Linked DNA regions of Mus musculus: region 2 is linked to region 1. Evidence: chromatin contacts called from public ChIA-PET data. All regions are on one chromosome and are shown on one strand. Each heading gives the region's core, a stretch centred on a gene start, on an enhancer-like site or on the middle of the called end of the contact. The rest is flanking DNA. Distances are from core to core; before and after follow the strand shown.

The links. ChIA-PET counts read pairs in DNA pulled down with a chosen protein or histone mark.
Region 2: an RNA polymerase II ChIA-PET map of memory CD8 T cells shows a contact between it and region 1, with 32 read pairs. The contact joins the enhancer-like site here to the promoter of Dnah11 in region 1. A contact is called at or near these places in 4 of 39 promoter capture datasets (the HPC-7 cell line, embryonic stem cells, fetal liver and 1 more), 1 of 484 Hi-C or Micro-C datasets (liver) and 2 of 115 datasets of contacts at active chromatin or transcription factors (CD8 T cells and memory CD8 T cells).

What each region holds. Positions count from the first base shown.
Region 1 is chr12:118,196,263-118,202,652 of GRCm38.p6, reverse strand. It overlaps Dnah11 (dynein, axonemal, heavy chain 11), which reads left to right and starts at 3,610. Exons shown (of 82, transcript NM_010060.3): 1 at 3,610-4,114; 2 at 5,954-6,097. The coding sequence starts at 3,821.
Region 2 is chr12:118,373,929-118,380,284 of GRCm38.p6, reverse strand. No RefSeq gene overlaps it. Among named protein-coding and RNA genes, the nearest start is that of Sp4, 76 kb to the right of the region's middle. Within about 2 kb of position 2,959, at least 72 of the 459 cell types and tissues checked have an H3K27ac peak or open chromatin away from gene starts, as enhancers often do. A contact at or near this core is called in CD8 T cells, the HPC-7 cell line and memory CD8 T cells, where this site is marked.

The DNA.
Region 1 (6,390 bases), core at 2,361-4,860:
TAAAGGGGTTTGCAACCCCATAGGAAGAACAACATTATCAACCAAGAAGAGTTCCCAGGGTCTAAACCACCAACCAAGGAGGGACCCAAGGTTCCAGCTTGTGGGGCATCAATGGGAGAAGAGGCCCTTTGGTCCTGTGAAGACTTGATGCCCCAGTGTAGGGGAATTAGAGGGCAGGGAGGCAGGTGTGGGTAAGAGGGTGGGGTACACCCTCATAGAAGCAGGAGGAGGGGGAATGGAATAGGGGGATTCTGGGGGGGGAGCAGGAAAGGGGATAACACTTGAAATGTAAATAAATAAAATATCCAATAAAAAAAGAAAAAAGAAAAAATTCAGAATAAAATGTAAAGCAAACAAGCAAACAAACAAAACTCTTTGTTATCCGAAGGTTTCAGGTAATTGACTCCTGTTGTGTAGCAGCAGGGAATTAAGTAAAAGATTGTTAGAGTTCCTTTCTTGCCCAGGAGCCTCTTGCTGGCCAGGTGAGAGGCTTGGAACTTACTAATTTTTTTGTGAACCAGAGAGAAAAGGAAAGGAAAAAAGGGGAGAACTCAAGCACACACATAGACACTTGCACCTTCTACATATAGCAGAAATGGTTACACTTCCTTTCTTCGTGGCTAGCAGCAATTTTTATAGCTTTTCAGACAAAAAGTTCTCTATGTAAGAAAGAATTACCTCAGAGATAGAATGTTACACAAAAGGGGAGTTACAGAGAGGTATCCATAGCAAGTTCAAAGCAGTGTTTCATTCCATACGCTCATAAATTCAAAGCAACAGTTTTTTTTTTAATTAGGTATTTATTTCATTTACATTTCCAATGCTGTCCCAAAAGTCTCCCACCCACTCCCCCACCCACCCACTCCCACTTCTTGGCCTGGCGCTCCCCTGTACTGAAGCAGATAAAGTTTGCACGACCAATGGGCCTCTCTCTCCACTGATGGCCTACTAGGCCATCTTCTGATACATATGCAGCTAGAGACACGAGCTCTGGGGGGTACTGGGTAGTTCATATTGTTGTTCCACCTATAGGGTTGCAGATCCCTTTAGCTCCTTGGTTACTTTCTCTAGCTCCTCCATTGGGGGCCCTGTGATCCATCCAATAGCTGACTGTGAGCATCCACTTCTGTGTTTGCTAGGCCCCAGTATAGTCTCACAAGAGACAGCTATATCTGGGTCCTTTCAGCAAAATCTTGCTAGTGTATGCAATGGTGTCAGCGTTTGGAGGCTGATTATGGGATGGATCCCCGGATATGGCAGTCTCTAGATGGTCCATCCTTTCGTCTCAGTTCCAAACTGTGTCTCTGTAACTCCTTCCATGGGTGTTTTGTTCCCAATTCTAAGAAGGGGCAAAGTGTCCACACTTTGGTCTTCGTTCTTTTTGAGTTTCATGTGTTTAGCAAATTGTATTCCTCCATTGTTGGTGGGATTGCTCAAGATGCTGAACTCCAGAAATTCAAATAACCTCATTAAAAATGGGGTACAGAGCTAAACAAAGAATTCTCAACTGAGGAATACCGAAGGGCTGAGAAGCACTTGAAAAAAAATGTTCAACATCTTTAATCATCAGGGAAATGCAAATCAAAACAACCCTGAGATTCCACCTCACACCAGTCAGAATGGCTAGGATCAAAAATTCAGGTGACAGCAGATGCTGGCAAGGATGTGAAGAAAGAGGAACACTCCTCCATTGTTGGTGGGATTGCAAGCTGGTACAACCACTCTGGAAATCAGTCTGGCGGTTCCTCAGAAAATTGGACATAGTACTACCGGAGGATCCCGCAATGCCTCTCCTGGGCATATATCCAGAAGATGTTCCAACTGTTAAGAAGGACACATGCTCCACTATGTTCATAGCAGCCTTATTTATAATAGCCAGAAGCTGGAAAGAACCCAGATGCCCCTCAACAGAGGAATGGATATAGAAAATGTGGTACATCTACACAATGGAGTAGTACTCAGCTATTAAAAACAATGAATTTATGAAATTCCTAGGCAAATGGATGGACCTGGAGGGCATCATCCTGAGTGAGGTAACCCAATCACAAAAGAACTCACACAATATGTACTCACTGATAAGTGTATATTAGCCCAGAAACTTAGAATACCCAAGATATAAGATACAATTTGCTAAACAAAGCAACAGTTTTTAAATGGCCTTGTCTTATCATAGTGCACACCTGTGGCTTCATCCTTGGACCTGAGTGTTTTTCTTTGAACACAAATTTGTCCCAGGTCTATAATTCTTTTTAGTGTAATTATGAAAGCTCATTGTATTCTTTATTATGTAGCCTTTACTTTATGAGGAGGGGGTAAATTCTATTCCTGATTCTAATTTTATTACATCTTTTAGGCAAAACAACTAAAACCATGTAAAAAACTTTCTTCCTAAAATTATTTGAATCAAATCAGGAATTCTATGAAATCATTAACTCATCTAAGCAGCATTAATTCATGAAAGTTTATCTTTATGTCGATCTGCAGGAAATCTGCTCAATACAGTAGGCTAATGTCCAGAAGTTATTATACTATGTAATAGTGACTGGGAAAGGCATATCAGCTGCAAGAAGCAATCTTGAGAGGAAATTTCTGAAGGCCTTGCTATTCAGTTTACCCATCACCACCATGCAAAAATGGTGGGTCATCTCTAGAAAAGTCACCTGCATGCCTTTAGCCTATCCTAGATGGCTCTGACAGCATCTGATAGAAATAGAAGGCAAACCCAGGTGGAATAGCCTCAGTCCAGTCAGTGTGGAGCTAACTTAGACAAGTGATGTGAGGACAGAAGCTTAGTGTGCCTACAATACTGTGTGTTCAGCATCAGCAGTGATTGGCACTCAGTAGGTGTTTAATAAAGATTTTTTTTGTGTGTGTGAGAAGCCAAGTGAACTCATTATGGTACCTGCTTGGTGCTTTTAAATCATACTTGAAAAAATATTGAGAAAAAGCATGCCTTTCTTAAGTGATGGATTTATTACTCTGAGATACAAATTTTCTAGGGAAACGCACTTCTTAATATCTACTGCAATGAAAGACTGGGTTTATAGAGTAAATTATTTCTGAAAAAAGAAACTATTCTGCTGGAGAAAACCCAATGACAAGTTAAAATTGCACTGGCCTTGGTGAATGTGGCAGGCTCTGTCCAGTGCAACGTCACTGTTCTGATGGCAGCTAGGAAGCTACATTCTTTGCTACATATTCTTTTACTATTTTGTTACATTTAAGTCCTTGAAAAAATCTTACTTTAATATTAGTATTTTTGCTCAAAATGTTCCTTCCCCAAATTGAAAGTAGTTTATTGACTTACAATGTAACGTAACTTATTCTTTCTCTAAACTTATTGAATAAGCAATTCTCTGTGTACGATGTGTGTGGCAGCATTTCTTGCTACCTAACTACTTTGGACCATACTTCATCCACAGTTAAACATTGAGCATTTAGCCCCAGCTTTCTAGGGATTAGATAAATTTACCATGGCGGCAAATTTAGCAGGACTATCTGCTCAAGACAGTACTGCTGAATCCAGAGCCGCTAACTAGTCCTGGAACATTTCTGGGATCCCCAAGATGCCCAGGGGAGGAAAGCAGAGAAATCCAGTTGATTTCCCGGTCTCTGCCTGAGAGCTACCGGGCGACCCAAGACTCTCGCTCCTCCCTCACTCCCGGGACGGGGCGGGGCAGCCATCTCCCTGGCAACGGGACGCGCTGCAGTCCGAGCCACCTCGCTTCCAGTGCACCTAGCTCTGCAGGCAGAGCGGCTGGCGCTGGCTCGGTGATAGCCTCCTTGGCGCACGACTCCAAGAATCCTCTCTAGGTACGAGATGGCAGCACAGGAGGAAGGGACTGTGCTGAGGCTCAGCCCCTCAGAGCAGGAGGACGAGGAGGACGAGGAGGCGGCGGCTGCAAGGAGAGTGCAACGCTTTGCCCTAGACCCGCGGGTGCGCTTCCTGGGAGGCCGTCTGCGCCAGGCGTTGAGGTTCCCGGAGGAGACGTGGGGCCAGTATCTGGAGAGCGATGACCACCGGCAGGTCCTAGGAGACTTTTTGGAGAGCACTGGTCCTGCCAGCCTGGTGTTTAGTGTTGCGACCGCCGGGCGGCTCTCGGCTTCCCCCGAGGTAAGGCGCGACCCGAGAGGGATGCCCGCTGCCGGACTTAAACAGAACTTGAAGTCAGCCTCTTGGACTGATCCGGGTCCCCGTGTGCACCAGCTCTGCAGAAAACGCTGTACTTTAGTTTTCTACAAGGGATGCCTGCCAGAAGGGATGGTTGTCTAAAATGATGTTAGAAAACTAGCGCAGTCTGTGATGCCTGGGCTTATGGCGCCTGGGGAGCTTTTTGGGCCAAATAACTTATGTTTCAGTCCCCGGTGGAACTCTAGAGTCATATCCTTTTAAAAAACGATAGCAAAGTATTAGGCAAAACCCTTATAGCTTGAGTTGTTTCAGTATCTACCAACTACATTTTGTCCAGGAAAGAAATAATCGAGTTCTAACAAAAAGCGGGGCGGGGGACTGGCTGGATTATTGTGGCACTTACTATATTACCCCTGGCACTTGGGAGGCAGAGGAGGCAGGAGGATCTCTGTGAGTTCCTGGCCAGCCTGGTCTACACAGCAAGTTCCAGGACTACACCATGAGACCCTGTCAAAACCACAAACAAACAAAATATAAACAACAAAACCAACAATAACAACCATTAGACTGGCTGGTGTCATTTAAAACACAGAATAAACATATTTGTTGCATAGATTAGATAGTGATTTCAAGGAGCATTATCTTAGCAATTAAATTGTAAATTCTTTTTAGAACATATATTCATTTTTTATGTGTATGTATGTTTGCCCGCATGTATGTCTGTGCACCTTGTGGGTATCTGGTGCCCATGGAGGTCAGAAGAGATGTGTTGGGATTCCTTGGAACTGGGGTTACAAATTATTGTGAATTACCACCATGTGGGTGCTTGAAAAGGAAACGTCTGCCCCCACCCCCCACCCCCAACGTAAATTCCAAGTAAAGTAACCTGTCTACTTGTTTATAGCAGAGGTGTGCCCTGGAAAGTTACATATCAATAGCACTCTGAAAACTTATGTCCAATTGTCTTATTCTCTGATGTGTTTTTCTTTAAAACTGATGGTAGTTCCATGGTGTGTGTGTGTGTGTGTAGCTTGTAATTTGCACAGGCTTCAAGCTTAATAGGCATTGCCTTTTTTTGCTTTCTTTTCCTTCCTTCTTTTCTGATTTTGGAGCCCTTGCCCAGTAGGTTATCTGTTGGGCCTGGGGTTCATGTTGTAAATGACCAGATGTCGTCATTTAGGATAGGTGTGAGGCAAGCCCTCAGAATGGTTGCATTACAGCTGTGTGAGTTTTGAATATCTTTGTTTTGATATTCTCCTAATTATAACTTTAAAAAATAAGTTAGTATGTCAGACAAGTCAAGACACCTTAAACTCTCAGAGCATAGAAACTAAATAGTGTAGTATTTACCAAACCAAACAAAACCAAAAAACCCTTAACAGTTATAGGAATGTTAAATTATCTTGGCTAAACACTTCTTTGCCTTGACAGCAGGAATGCAAATTAACCCCTTTTTATCTCAGTTTGGCTTATTTTCAAACAAGAGAAAAATTAGCAAAAGGGGGGAAAAAACCTTACTAGGATTAAAATGTTCTTATGTTTGGTTTTGTATATGAGCTTCTTACGGTATATGCTGTTGAGGAGTAATGGACATGTCTTTGAGGGTGGTATTGTTTAAAAAAAAAAAAGGGAAAAAGAGAACCCTACCTTTTTCAGGACACAGAAGAGCAACAGAGCAACCTTGTTTGTAAACATGGGCAAGATGCCATGGTTTTACTTCTTCTGTTGGCAATCTGTCTGCAAGTGGGATACAGCAAACCCTGCTTGTTAACAAAGAGATTCTGTAGTGAACTCGAACTAATTATCTTGCTTTTGTTCCAGATTCCAAGAGATGTGAAACACAAGCTGGTTTATTTTGCCAAGAAGATGACTGAAAACATGGGAGAAAGTGATTTCTCCCAAACCATTTTATTTGGAGAAATACCCAGGTCATTGCTTACACATGTAACTGCATTCCTAGATGAGGTATTGGTCTGTCTCTAATATCTGAGTGCTTTCTTGACCTCCAGACACCTGGTACTGGTTGAGCCACTCTGTCTACTTAAACAGAAGAGAGTGAGAAGCCAGGAATTTCTTTGGCCAGGGGTACGAAGTGATCCCGTTCAGCCTGTTTTCTGAACTCAGTCACTGCTCACTAACAATGACTAGCTCCCTGTCAGATCACCCTCTCTCTCACTCTTCCCTTACTCCTTTCACAATGCTGGAAGCATTTACCTGTCAATTTGAACTGACGAGGTTCTGTCAGTTAGCTATAGGTT
Region 2 (6,356 bases), core at 1,710-4,209, 180 kb before region 1:
GGAAGCTCATTAACCTGTCACTTAGGAGAGGTGGTCTGAGTCACCAAGGCTTTGTCTTGCTGGTGCTGGCTCCTGGGTCTGCAAGAATAGTGGATGAATGGTCACTGTGTACTGACTACACTCAGTTTAGGTGATACTTTCCAAATCCAGCTCTTCTTCCAGAGCATGCTCACTTGATTACTCTTCTCTCTTGCTTACTCTACTGTCTGACTGACTAAGCTGTCTTCAGGTAGTAAGTAGGGGACAGAAGATAAGCAGTTGACATGTAAATGGCTGTGTGTGTGTGTGTGTGTGTGTGTGTGTGTGTCCAGGCATGTGCGCATGTGCCTATGGAAGTCATCTGCTCTGCTGTCTTTCACCTACCTCATCCATCTTGCCTTTCAAGACATGATTTTTTATTGGCCTGGAGCTCACCAGTAGACTAGGTTAGCTGATCAGTCAGCCCCAGTGATCTGCCTGTCTCCACTTTCCTGACACTGTGTTACAAGTGTGTACCACCATGCTCTGCTTCTTATACATAGGTTCTGGGAATCATACTCAAGCAAGCTATTTACTGACTAAGCTATGACCCAGTTTTTACATTATTATTTTACATCTTAAATTTGGCTTTGGGGATTTAACAACAAAGACTTAGATTAGTTTTTCTCTGCTACCTGTTTCTGCATATCATGAAGGAAGGGGGTGCACTGAGTATGCTCTCATCATGGAGAGCCACTCATGAAATACAGCTGGCCTCTAATATCCCAGGCTTCCACATCTGCAGATGAACCAACCTCATGTAAAAATAGTATAAAGAAAGAATTGATCTGGACTGGAATGCACAATGGGTTTTTTTTTCTTGCTGTTATTTCTTAAACAAAGCAGTATTGCTGTCTGAAAAGTATTTATATTGAATTGGGCATTATGCATAATCTAGAGAGTATTTAAATGATACAAAAAATCGCGTAGAAACTATTTGCCAAAGTGAAAGCATTTTTTTATAGGCAAGCCTGAGCATCTGTAGTTTTGACGATATCTACAGGGATCTGGAACCAATTCCCCAGTGGATAGAAAGGGACCACTGTACTAGAAAAAACACACATCTGTTCACATACCAAAATAGCAGTATTAACCAAGGAAAGGGATGAGGATGGATTCCTGTGAGACAAGAACACTTCACGTTTTGCTGGGTAAGAAACCCAGAAGGAGAAGAATGGATTCATAGATCCCAGAGCAGACCTCAGTGTGGATGTACTGAGGTCCCTTTTAACCCCCACAATTCCCTCTGGGGTAGAAGCAATGGGCTGTGAATTAGAGGTGGGAGTTGTTGTTGTAGTTGTTGTTTTGTTGATTTGTTTTGACTTTTCAAGATAGGATTTCTTTGCAGTCCTGGCTGTCCTGGAATGAGCTCCATAGACAAGGCTGGCCTTGGATTCAGATCTACTTGCTTCTGCCTAGGGAGTGCTGGGATCAAAGGCATGTCCTACCACCACTAGGGTGAGAGATGGGTTTTGATCTCAGCTCTACTCCCTACTCGTGGCCTTGATGTTAGCCTCTGCTCCTCAGTTCTTTTTCTTAAAAGTAATTTCTCTTGGTCACTGGTTCTCAGAGCACAGCCCTGAGAGCAGGTTCACCAGCAGGACCTAGCAACCTATAGAAACACAAGCATTGAACCCAGTCTCCATGGCAGAGGGATAAAGTCTGGGATGACCCCAGACAATGGTGCATCTATGATGCCTATATCCTCCAGCGTTGGTGCTGTGTGTGGAACAGATGACCATGTATAAATGCAAAGACAGGACTGTTGACCTATGGTGTACCTTAAGTGACCATGTCACCTGAGTTCTTTCATTTCTCACCTTTACACAGTCCTTCCTCCATTCATCTGCAGATCCAATTCCTTTCTGTGTTTCTCTCTCTCTTTTCTTCCCCATCCCAAGGCAAAACAACAGTCTAACATGCTCACCCCTCCTAGGCCAATTATTGACAATGCAGTCCACATGCTGATGAAAGAACCAATTAGTGAAAATGCCTTTTTTTTTTCTTTTCACCGAACAGAAAAGCACTAACTGGCTATTTAAAGTCATGCGGGAACTGCCACACACAAAGCCCGATGATTTGGCTGAATTTTTCACTTTCCAATTGCTTATGTGGGTGCTGTGTAGACAAAACCCAAACTAATTACTCTGTAGGTCGCTGGCTTTCACCACAGCAACAGAATGTGGGAGTCATGGACAGAAGATGCAGCCAAATGGGGTCCCTGGGAAGAGGAAATAAGCCATGTTTCCCCTTAAATCTGGCCTGTATTTATTGTTAGTAAAAGCTCATAATGAAAATTGCTGCACTCAAGTGCTGACAGGCACATTCAAATGAACAGAGCCTCCGTACTTGGCACATGTGGACTTCACTCCATGGCACTTGTTTGTGTAACATTTCCATCATTTACCAGAACTTTGTTTTTCTAATCACTAGATTGATAGAAGTAAGTATGGAGTATCGGGGAGAAGGGCAAAGCTTAGAAACAAATACACAAGCCCGCATTTGTATCAATCCATTGGCTTAATTGATAATCAGTGTGTTTCTATTTGCTTTAAAACCAATTATTGTGATTTAGCTGAATCAAAGGGAACTCTCCCTTTAAAGCTTAATTTGAGATACTAGAAATAACTTTGAAAATGTCACAATTTCAATCAAATTTATTAGGCAGATTATATACTATCAAGTGTCAATTCTGTCTGGGCAATTGTCGGCGGGGGGGGGGGGTGGGGTGGGGTGGGGCGCTTCAAAAATACTGTCAGCAGAGAATTTGGCACCATGATCTGGGGGTAGTTCTCGAGTCTGTTCACACAGCTCTGGATTCTAGTGTCTTTGACATTGATGGGCTTACCATTCTTCATCTTCTTTCTCTTCAGTCTGTCTTTCAACTCTGCGAAGCGGCACTGAGGCTTCCTCTGAGAAGTCAGCGGTTGTACTTCCTGTGCCCGTCTCGGTATCAGAGAGTGTTTCAAGGCTCAGCGGCCCAGGCCTGCCCTGTGGCTCTCCTACAGGAAGCTGCTTCTGACTTTGAAGACACGCACAAGCATGGGTGCTTCCTAAACAGGGGCGCATGCTGACGGTCCTGGCTGGGCTGGTGATGGATTTTTTTGGTTTTCTTTTCTTTCTCCTTTTGTTGTTATCATCATCTAATTTTTTCCCTAAGGGTAGGCATTTTTTCCAAGGACTGCTGTTACTCCATTTGAAAAGAGAGAAAACTCTCTCAGAGAGCTCAGACTCCTTCCACAAGCACAGGAAGACAGCTGTTGTTATCTTTAGGCCAGACTTGACTCACTAGAGAGCCCCGCTGTTCTGCAGGGTAGAGCGTCCTGAAGGGTACTGCTCTTCAAGGCAGAGCTTGCAAACTAAAGATGAATTTGCTGATGACATTGGCAACCCAAAAGGCTCTAAAGCACTGCAGAGCTCTTCCTGTGGAGGAGGAGGGTGGGGAAGCCATCAGAGCTTCTTCCAGGAACCACCCTGTCAGATGCTCAGTGCAGTGCAGTCTGAATCATGCTTGGTGGTTCCAGCACCTACTGAGCAACCTCAAACAAACAACTTGGCCTTTCTCACCTCAGCCTCCTATTAGGCAAAGTGACTGTATTAGGTAATACTGATTTTGCACCTTTGTCAAGGATGTTACTAACCACAGAGCTTTCCACTCCCAGCTTGAGCTTTGGGGAATTTCTAAAAACATCAAATGGACTCTGATGCTTCTTTCGCTTTGATGGCCCCCTGCCTCCGTAAGCAGGTTTTCATTGCTCACGTGCAATAGAAAACAATCTGATTTGCCATATCAATATTTAAAGTTAATGAACTTATAATATTCAGTCTGTAATATGGCTGGTTCGCATAAGGATTAAAGTCCATATCGAATCTGAATTTCTCACTAAGGACTGTAGTCAGCTGAAGATGTTTCCCATCAAGGTGAGTATACTACTGTCTAAGCTGTGGTCTTGGTTTTCTTTTCTCACCACTGAAACAAAAGCAACTTAAAGAAGAAAGGCTCTAGCAGAACCTCAAAGGTAGCAGAGAATACATCCAGCAACAGATGGAAGCAGATACAGAGTACCACAGTCAAACATTACGCTGAGACCTGGGAGTCCTATGGAGGGGTGGGGAAGAAGGATTGGAGGAACCAGAGGGGTCAGACACATCACAAGAACATGGCCCAATCAACTAAGTGGGACTCATGGGGACTCACAGAGATCAGGGAGCCTATAGGGGGTCTGACCTAGATCCTCTACATATATGTTTGGGTGAGTAACTTGATGTCCTCTTGAGAATCTTAACAGTGGGAACAGGGACTGTCCCTGACTCTTTTGTCTCCTCCTGGGACCCTTTTCTTCCTACTGGGTTGCCTGTCCAGTCTTGATATGATGCTTTGAGTCTGGTGTTATGTAGCTTGCTATGCCATGTTTGCTTGAAGTCCCTGGGAGGGCGGTTCTTGTCTGAAGGCAAAGGAGGGTGGGATCTGGGGGAGATGTGAGGTGGTGGGGAGACACTGGGGGAGGGGAGGAAGGGAACATTGGCATCAGAGCACTGGTATATTTGGAGTATGGAAGAACTAAGTACTGACTCCTAAATTCAGTGGCTTGAACAATGTCAATACGTTAGCTCCTTGCTCCAAGTCAGAGTGAGTGTGGTGTGGTGTGACCTGGTTCATCGTGTCTCAACATGGCTGGAGTCTCTGCTCAGAGAGCAAATTGAGATGGATGTCCATAGGCTTGGAGCTTAGCACAGGGTCTGAGGGCAAATCCTCTTCAGGTTCATCTAGGTTCTTGTCAGAACCCAGACCTTGCAGCTGAGCATCAAGTCCCGATTTTCTGGAAGTTTATTATGTAGAGCCACCTTGGATGCCTTCGGGATACACAGACTCTATTTAACGATGTTGCGGGAAATCTCCAACCCAAATATGCCCAGCAATGAAAACGCAACTCAATTAATATGAATACATGCTGTGCACCTAGATTGGGCACATCTACCACTACACTATCATCTTCACCATCTGTGAGACCCCATATAACTTGTAGTTTCTCCAGGCCATGTGCTTCTGCTCAGCTGTTCTTCCACCTCCTCCTCTGTCCTCCTTGTCCTCTCTCCCTTTCTCTCCCCAACCTTCAACTCCACCTTCTCCTCTTTTCTCTGCCCAGTCACCAGCTCTAGCTTTTATTTTACAAATTAAGGTGGGAAGCAGGTTTACAGGAAATCACCTGAGTGCTGACTCATTCCTTGTTCACAACCCCTCACCGGAGAACGGAATTAACATCAAATATAATTAGCCCCAGGGCTAGTATCCTCAACAGAACTCTCCTGTTCAGATATCTCTAACAGCCTCTTCTGGTCTCAGCCAGAAAGACTCTAGTATTTAGGATATGTGTTCTTCTGTTGCTCCAATCAAGGCTACCCTCCCTATGTCACAGTATCTATTCCAGACCTAGAGTGTGGGATGTAATGTTTTAAAAGACTTTTTTAAAAAATTTTTTGACAACTGTCATAAAGGGATTTCGGCCAGTGAGGGTATGGAACATAACCCTGCAATCCCAGATCTCCATAAGGAGTGTAAACAACACATGGTATGACTATGAGGGAATAATATTCACTCGTTAAAAAGAAGAGAATCCTAATGCATACCACAATGTGAATGAAGTTAGATAATATGTAAATGAAATAAACCTAATTCCACTTTTACTAGTTACCAGTCATAGGCAAATTCATAGTAAGAGAAAGTAGAATAGAGGTTACCAGGTACAGTGAGGAAAGGGAAATAAAGATAGTTATCATTTCATTTCTGAGACATTTCTGTTTGGAATGATGAAAAGATTCTGGGAACTGATTCTGGAGGCTGCTGCAGAGGAGTGTGAACACATCTGCTGCAGAGGAGTGTGAACACATCTGCTGCAGAGGAGTGTGAACACATCTATCAGTGGCATTAAATTACACACCCGAAATGGTTTGAATAGTAAACTTCATTTTGTGTGTGCGTGTGTATGATACTTCTTATCACAATAACGAAAAATTAAATGTTGAAATAAAGGAGAGCTTAAGAAATCCCTAGGAGGGATTACAGCCTGAAAGAAGCAGTTTGCGAAGGAGATCATATGAGGGAGGGTGGGGGAAAGATATGGACTGGGTGGAGGAGGGTCTGTCATATTTTGGTTCTTTCTGGTTCTGAAGCCAGGAGTGACCTGCCTTTTGTTATGCCATGGCTCTTGTTCACACAGGCTGCCTGGAGAGCAAAGCTCATCTGTTTTCATTGGCATCTCAGGACCTCAAGGGTTGGTGGTACAAGTGTGAGTTAAGTAGTTGATAGTGAATAAATGTCACAATGTTGAAATTCTGGG